Linked DNA regions of Rattus norvegicus: region 1 is linked to region 2. A link is a contact called in public Hi-C data. All regions are on one chromosome and are shown on one strand. Each heading gives the region's core, a stretch centred on a gene start, on an enhancer-like site or on the middle of the called end of the contact. The rest is flanking DNA. Distances are from core to core; before and after follow the strand shown. Region 1 overlaps LOC120094708 (a long non-coding RNA gene). Region 2 holds the start of Rpl37a (ribosomal protein L37A).

Region 1 (3,996 bases), core at 986-3,485, 920 kb after region 2:
ATAAAATCCTTGTTAAAAAGAGATCTCATTCTCCAATGTCATAGGCTATTTGTGCTAATGTTTTATTCTTTTGGGGCTCAATGCAATATCCATCAAATAGTAAACTGGGTATGCCCTACGGTGATATCTGTTCAACCATAACAGGGAAATGTTCCTAATTTAGGGAGACCTGAACTACAAGAAGGATGAGTTCCCGTGCAGGGCCTGAGACTGCCCAGCCAGCATGGGGTACGGCTCTGCAGCACCACAGAGGAGAAGAGACACCCATGTGCTAAGCTCCTCCCAAACATGCCACCTTGGTCATTTGCACATGACCTCCTACTGATTCTTAACAACCTTGTGAGCAGACAAGGTATACACTCACATCTGCAGCCCAGACTCTGCCTCCCTCCCAACATCCAGTCATCAACTGTGTGTTGGCTCCCTTGAAATGCCTCTTTTCACAAGGCCTTGTCTGTCCTCCCAGTTACACCACCACCCACCCTCAGCATCATATGAATCTGACTTAGCACAGAATCATACAGATGGGAGGAGCCGGGTGAGTTTCCAGTTTTATTTGTCATTCTTTATCAGATTCCTAACAGAATACGGAGAGAACTCACTCACCACTTGTCAAATGGCAACATCAGTAGCCAGACTTTCCTGGATATGATCCTGATCTTCCTCTAGCAGACAATAAAACTAAGGAAAGGAGATCTAATAGGTTCCCAAGAACACATGGCTAGGAAGGGCCAGGATTTGAACCCTGGCATCTAAGAGTGGTAGGATAGTGTTTGACCGAACATATTGATTACCTCCTGTATCCTGCACATTGTACCTGTAGCTGCTTAACTTTTGATGCGTTTAAGAGTCTCCATCCTGGAAAGCTGCTATTTAGAGCTGCTGCCACCAAAGTTTGCAGAAGCCCAAAACAACAAGAGCTAGTTGGATCTGAGATTTTAATACAGTTTGTCTAACTTCAATACCGTTTTCTTCCCACTGCTCCACTGTAAGATACCAAGAGTAGTAACAGTAATAATAGTACCATAACTACATAGCACATGTCTGCTCAGACTACAGACTATTCTTACCAGCCGACCAGCCTCCCTGATAAACAGGAAACGTTACCTTTTTGTTTTTACTTGTACTCGTGGTAAAGCTGTGAGTCTGAGAAATTAAACCACCTATCTAACTCCACACAGCTGGTCAGTAAAATGTCTTAGAGGATACCCACGCTGTGCCATCCAACATGGTAGCCGCTGGATACCCTAATTCATTAAGACAAGGTAAAAACCGAAAAGCTAGCTCCTTGAACTCACCAGCTAGGCTTTAAGTGCTCGGCAGTCTCCTGCAGTAGGTGGTTTCCCTACTAAAGAGCACAAACAGGATGTTCCTATTTATATAGGAAGCATCCCACACACAGTACTACACCCTTGCCACTATAGATAAGCAACAAAAGCAGCCCCGGGATTCTAAGAAACACAGAGTCTCAGGTTGCTCTCAGACCTAGTCGGTCACACCTGCCCTTCAGCATGCTCCTCGGGAGGCTCCTGATCACGTGGTCTGTGAGAAACACTGGCTTAGTCACTTCCTCTTCGTTTTGCAGATGAGAAACTGAAGTCCAAAATGATGAACAACTTGGCTAAATCACTTGTGGGGTTGGAAGAGGACTCAGGGTAAGTAGCCAAGACTCTAACCTCTGCTGCCCTGCTCCAGAGTAGGCACGGGGCCAAAGCAGCCTTGGTAACGCCTGAAAGTAGAATGGGGAAGGTGGGTGCTAGCATCCCCTCCATGCAACTACAGATGAAAGGAGAAATAGTGTTTGCCCCTAATCCAATAAAAGGGAGGTAATGCTAATGTCAAAGGCCTCCATGAAGACTGTGAAGGGACTGCACTGGCTTTTGGTCTCTTATCCAAGCTGAGGTACAATACAGAGGGTGAGGGGCTGAAGCAGGGTAGTATTCTTCTGAGATCCAGGACTGTAGTCAGAAGTGGCGAATGTGTAGATCTCTAGGCAGCCTCCCTCTCCTGGCAGGGGTCTTATCAGCCTCTACAGTGCTATTGTCAGAGAGCTTCTCTCCTAGGTCCTTTGAATCCCTAAACAGGGTCCCTCCCCAAAGATTCAGCCAGGCTCTCTCTAGTCAGCCAAGCCTTTAGCCTCTTGCTACAAATCTAATGAGAGTGAGCCAGACCAAAGTGGACATGCAAATGGAGAAGGCAGGCTTAGGGCTTTAGAGAAGTTCTGAACCTCTTCTGACAGCCAGTTCCCAGCTACCCACAGCGTCCCTGGGGAAAGTTCCAAGGCCTGGTCAACAGAGGACTGGGCCTTCCTGCCTAGAGTTCCCTCCAAATCCAGCAGCTTGTGTGCCAGTAGATCAGTGCTGCTGCGGGTCTGACTATTATCTACTTTACTGGGTGGAGTCCCCACCAGCCACAAGTAGCACTTGGGCCCTAAAAGGCAGCCAGTGTGACTGAGAGATAAACTCTCCACCTCTGTTTATTTCTGCTTCTAGAGACACACTCTACTCCTATAGATACACAGAGCTACAGGCCACCAGGCTGGATGGCATCACCTTGGATAAGACTCTTCCAGTCGCTTCAGCCTTGCCAACTATAAAGTGAAAGACTGAGATTCAGTGAACTGACCCTGACTCAGAATGACATCTCATGTGGCAGAGCATTTTGAGAGCCTTTCGGACAACATCCCATTGGTGGGTGATATCCAGCTGCCCTTCTGCCCTGAGCTGGTACCTACTTTTCCACCCATCACCTTGCCCACAGAGGGATTAAATGACTTCAGTCAAATGAAGGCACAAATTGCCATCCTAGGCTTTTTAACTCTTTAAATGAGAATCAAACAAGCATAGTCTTCAGCATACATCAGGATCTCAATCCATCCAGCCCATTTATTTACTGACCCACAATTTTATCACATCTGGTGGCTTTTAAATATGTCCAAAGTCTTTGACAATGCGCTATTGAGTTGGGGATGGAGAATGTCCCTTTCCTATAAAATGAGCAGTATGTAATTATTGGGAACATGTGGCTTGATGATGCTCAAAGCCAGGTCATAAAAAGTCATGCAGACCCAAGTCATTCACTGTCTCCCTCTTGGAAAGTGGACGTTCATGTCAGAGGTCCCACTATGCTGCAACTGTCATTCCAAAGACATCACAAATAAATGTTCTAAGTGACACTACCCCAGCCAAGACATCAGATGTAGAGATGGAGAAGCCAGGTGAAAAGAATGGGTCTTTGAGCTCCATGCTCAGGTTTGTACCACGGTGGTTCTCTGCCTTCAAATGAGATGCCTAACCTCTTTGACTTCTGCAAAATGGGATTCTTGTTGTGGCAATGGCACAGTGTTTGTGAAATCCTAAGCAGAGTTCTTGACTCAGGAAAGTCTGAAGGAAACACATCAAAATGAGGCAGCCATACATGCCATCCACTCTGCAAATCTTGGGGCATGGCCATGGACACAGTGTGCTTATGAAAGTGGCTTTTGATGACAGAACTTCTGGCAGGCTAGACTTTAGAGATAATAAATGGTTCAGATTTAGAGAGATGGCTTGCCATATCAACTCCACCTCTGCTTAAGAGATTGCCACATAGTGTGTAAATCTGCCTGCATGGTAGAGGAGCTGAAACAGCCTGCCTCTTCAGATGATGGTGATGATGTTGGACTAACAAAAGGAAAAGGATGTCAGTTCCATAATGCTCTGTGTAATGGTTCCAAATGTCTGGAATCTCTGTGCCCTCTATCTCTTTGCTGCTCACACCGTGGCACCAGTTCCAGAAGCTATGAAATGACACTTGACTTCCATCATTAGCCTTAGTATCTGTCCTACCTCCCAAGTGAAAATTCCTGTCCTACCTCCCTATCCCTGTCTTCATCTTTCTCTCTGCCTTTATCTCCCCCACCCTCCTCTTCCTTCCTTGCCTCCCTCTTCTTTCACACTCCAACTTAAGACATTGCCTTGCATGAGGAATGATTGAGGTAAACCAGTAATGAGAGAG
Region 2 (3,487 bases), core at 936-3,435:
AATACTCATGCCATGTCATCTCAATGTTCTGAAATTCTCCTGTTCATCACCCATCCACCACCCTTACGTCACTCAGGACCAATCAGCTTGAAGGTTAGCTGATAGTACTTTGCCTACTAAGTCAATGGCTCCTCTCCTTGCCCTTTAAACTTCTGAACCTGGTTTCCTCTACAAAAAGCCTGCCCTGAGAGCAGACTAGTACCGCAATTAGGCATCTGAGTGTGTTTTGCAGCCCTGAACATTCAGTAATAAGATGTGCGTTCAATAAACTATTCTTGCTTAACTGAGATCAGTGTTCGTGTGGTTTGAGTGGCGATTCCTGAACCCCAACAAGAGCACAAGTGAAATGGAACACTGAAGCAGACTGTCCCCATGTCACCTTTCAGACAGTGCCATCTGGCGTCGTCATTGCTGTATCTGCTGCTGCTGAGCACCTGTGATCCTCTCAGCCTAGAACTCAGCTCCTGAAGGAACTCAAGGCTTGATTCAGCCACTTCTCCACAGAAGTAAAGATACAAAATACATGCCTGCCCGAAAGCTGCTTTCAACATAATTGTGAAGAGACAAAAACACACAAGAAATCATTTCAGGTAGTTGATATTTAGTTGTGTGAAATGAAACTACTCATTACTGGAGTTCCGACTGGGAATACGGTGAGGTAATGTCACAGTGCCTACTGGCATTCTCCTACATTCTTGTTCCACAGCTAGCCAAGCTTTGTGTTTCCTGGCCATCCCATGAAAAAAGGCAGCAAAACTTTTTTTAAATTTAAAGGCAGGGTTTCTGTTTAGCCCTGGCTGTCTAGGCCTTGTTGATGGCCTTGAACTCACAGAGATCCACTTTCCTCTTCCTCCTGATTGCTAGGATCGAAAACATCTACCATCACCACCCAGCCAACAAACAATATTATTTCTTCACGTAGAACACACTTTAAAAAGTTTTATGCCACATGGGGTCTACATAGTGATTTCTAAGACGGCCAGAGATAGAGAGAAACCCTGGCTCAAAATCAAATACCCCCCCCCCCAAAAAAAAAAAACCAAAACATTTACTTCCTTCCTGTCCTGAATGTGAAAAGGGACTTCCTGACTTATCCCTTGGAGAGAACTCAGAGGAAGATAATAGTTGAGGATCACAGAGTGTTGGAATTTAAGGTTTCAACACTTGGACCAGGAATCTGATTACTGGGCCAGCGAATGGTTTCAGAAATGAATAGGAAACCCCAGTCAGGACTGAGGGGCCAAACGGAAGGCAAAACTGGAATGATTGTTAACTCATCCCAGCCTCAAAATTACACTTTTCTTACTTTTGAACAATTTTATTTCATTATTTTGTGTGTGGTGTTCTGCCTGCACATAAGGACTGTGCACCATGTGTGTGTCTGGTACTCAGAAAGTGAACTGCTTGTGGGGCTGAGAATCCAACCATAACGTTCCTAACTGCTGAAACCACCTCAAAGCTAACCACATTTTTCTTAGAATTCCAGATCTCTAAGTTCCTAATGCCCTGACTAGTTAATACAGTTCATGTTGTAGTGATCCCCCGCCAAGCATAAAATTAGTTTCCTTTCTACTTCATAACTGTAATTTTGCTACTGTTATGAACTGTAAATATCTGTGTTTTCTAGTGGTCTTATGTGATTCCCTGTGAAAGGGTGGCTCGATCAGAAAGGGGTTGAGAACCACCGCTCTAGGGTCTTGGACTCAGGTAGACCCTCTTCCTTACCTTATCCCCAGAACTCTGATCAGCAACACTTTGTGAGATTTCGTAATTGTGACGAATATGACTGTCTCCCAGCTGAACTGAAAATTGGCCTAGGAGCGGATCCTAGGTTTTTACTATGGTCAGCATCTGGCACCGGGCCTGACGAATTTCAGAAATATAATATAGTGGGAAGGCAATGAGACTTAGTCACAAACATTATGCTTTAAACACTTAAAGGAAAGTCACCTAAAACCTCGCGAACAGAACGGAAGAAATCACACCTGTTCTGTAGAACTTTGGTGTATGTGTAATCTAAGAAGGGTGGGCTTCCAGCTAGTGAACGACTTCTAAGCATCTAAACATTCCCCAGCGTACCGCCAGGAGACAGCGAATAGACCTCTAGAACACCGAGTTCGCGTCCTAGAGAGGATGCTTACGTCACTTCCGCTCGCCGGTCTAAAACCGCGCATGCCCGTTGCGTCTCTTCCTCTTCGGGCTTGGGCTTCGGTTCCGGCGACATGGTGAGTTTTTGCGTAACTGCTTTGGAAGTCGCTATCCATCTGCATCTGCCGTTCTCTCCGGCTTCCCGCCCTCACTCCCCTCGGGTAGTCTGTGCCGTCCGGTGTCCTGTCTGCTGTCGGGACTCTCGTGTTGTCTGGAGTTCCGTACGCTGCCGGAGGCGGCTCGATGGGACTTGGCCCAGCGCCGCTCCGGAGCCTTGCGCTCCCGGTGCATGCTGTTCTTGGTGGCTGAGCTTGAGGGGAACTAGGTTCCAGCTGAGTTTGTGTTAAGCGGCGTGTTGGCGTGCACAAACTGGCTTCCTGTCGCTAAATGTCACTGGTCCATTTGTTTCTCTGTCCTCAGGCTAAACGCACCAAGAAGGTCGGGATCGTCGGAAAATACGGGACCCGCTATGGTGCCTCCCTCCGGAAAATGGTGAAGAAAATTGAAATCAGCCAGCACGCTAAGTACACTTGCTCCTTCTGTGGCAAGGTAAGTCGCCTCCGGCTGGGGAGGAGGGTGCGATTGCTCGTGAGCCAAGGCTGTTGGGAAGCCGCTGGCCCAGTGTGAGATAACGAGGGTTTGGGGTTACTTTTTGTGAAGCATTCTTTGTTTACATGGAATTACTAAGGAACTTAAGGATGAATGGTTTGGAGAGGGAAAGGGCAGTATTCTGAACGACCATTCGTAGGGAGTGATAGCTGTGTTAACAAGTCTGTACCAGCCCACAAGAGGTTTGTGTAGCCTGTAAAATCCTGCTTGGGTTACTAGAACTTAACTATTTTCCATGTGGATAAGCTGGCTTTTGCATAGTTTATGCTCTGGAAGCCTCAGGGATTTATGTTTTACATATTTCATAACAAGTTTTTTTTTTTTTTAAATACAGACCAAGATGAAGAGACGAGCCGTTGGCATCTGGCATTGTGGTTCCTGCATGAAAACAGTGGCCGGTGGGGCCTGGACCTACAAGTGAGTGTTTTTCTTTGTGGTGTAGGAAAGTCTATGGACCGCACAGCTGTTGTTCCAGGTCTGGCACATGTTGGACTAGTTTCAGTTTTATGATTGGTAAAGCAAATAGGCTTTTGGGTTTGTCAGGGCTGCAGAGTGGAACCCTGTCTCAAAAAACGAGGTTATGGTTTCTCTACATTAAAATGGAGATTCTCCTATTCCTTTGAGTTGTACAGTCAACTAGGGTCTTTGGAACTGGAAAATTATGGTTTGTCTAAGTCCATTGGCGTTTGTACCGAACTTGAACACTGCAAGTTAATGAGGTTGGTAGAAA

The links. Hi-C and Micro-C count contacts between places; a contact is called where the count stands out from the background.
Region 1: a contact with region 2 is called in a Hi-C map of mammary epithelial cells, with 3 times the contacts expected there. The contact joins the enhancer-like site here to the promoter of Rpl37a in region 2. A contact is called at or near these places in 3 of 12 Hi-C or Micro-C datasets (Schwann cells, kidney and mammary epithelial cells).

What each region holds. Positions count from the first base shown.
Region 1 is chr9:82,662,111-82,666,106 of GRCr8, forward strand. It overlaps LOC120094708 (a long non-coding RNA gene), which reads left to right. Exons shown (of 3, transcript XR_005489206.2): 2 at 1,586-1,655; 3 at 2,493-3,996. Among named protein-coding and RNA genes, the nearest start is that of Pincl, 220 kb to the left of the region's middle. Within about 2 kb of position 2,236, at least 5 of the 93 cell types and tissues checked have an H3K27ac peak or open chromatin away from gene starts, as enhancers often do.
Region 2 is chr9:81,745,906-81,749,392 of GRCr8, forward strand. It overlaps Rpl37a (ribosomal protein L37A), which reads left to right and starts at 2,186. Exons shown (of 4, transcript NM_001205318.2): 1 at 2,186-2,225; 2 at 2,569-2,697; 3 at 3,092-3,174. The coding sequence starts at 2,223.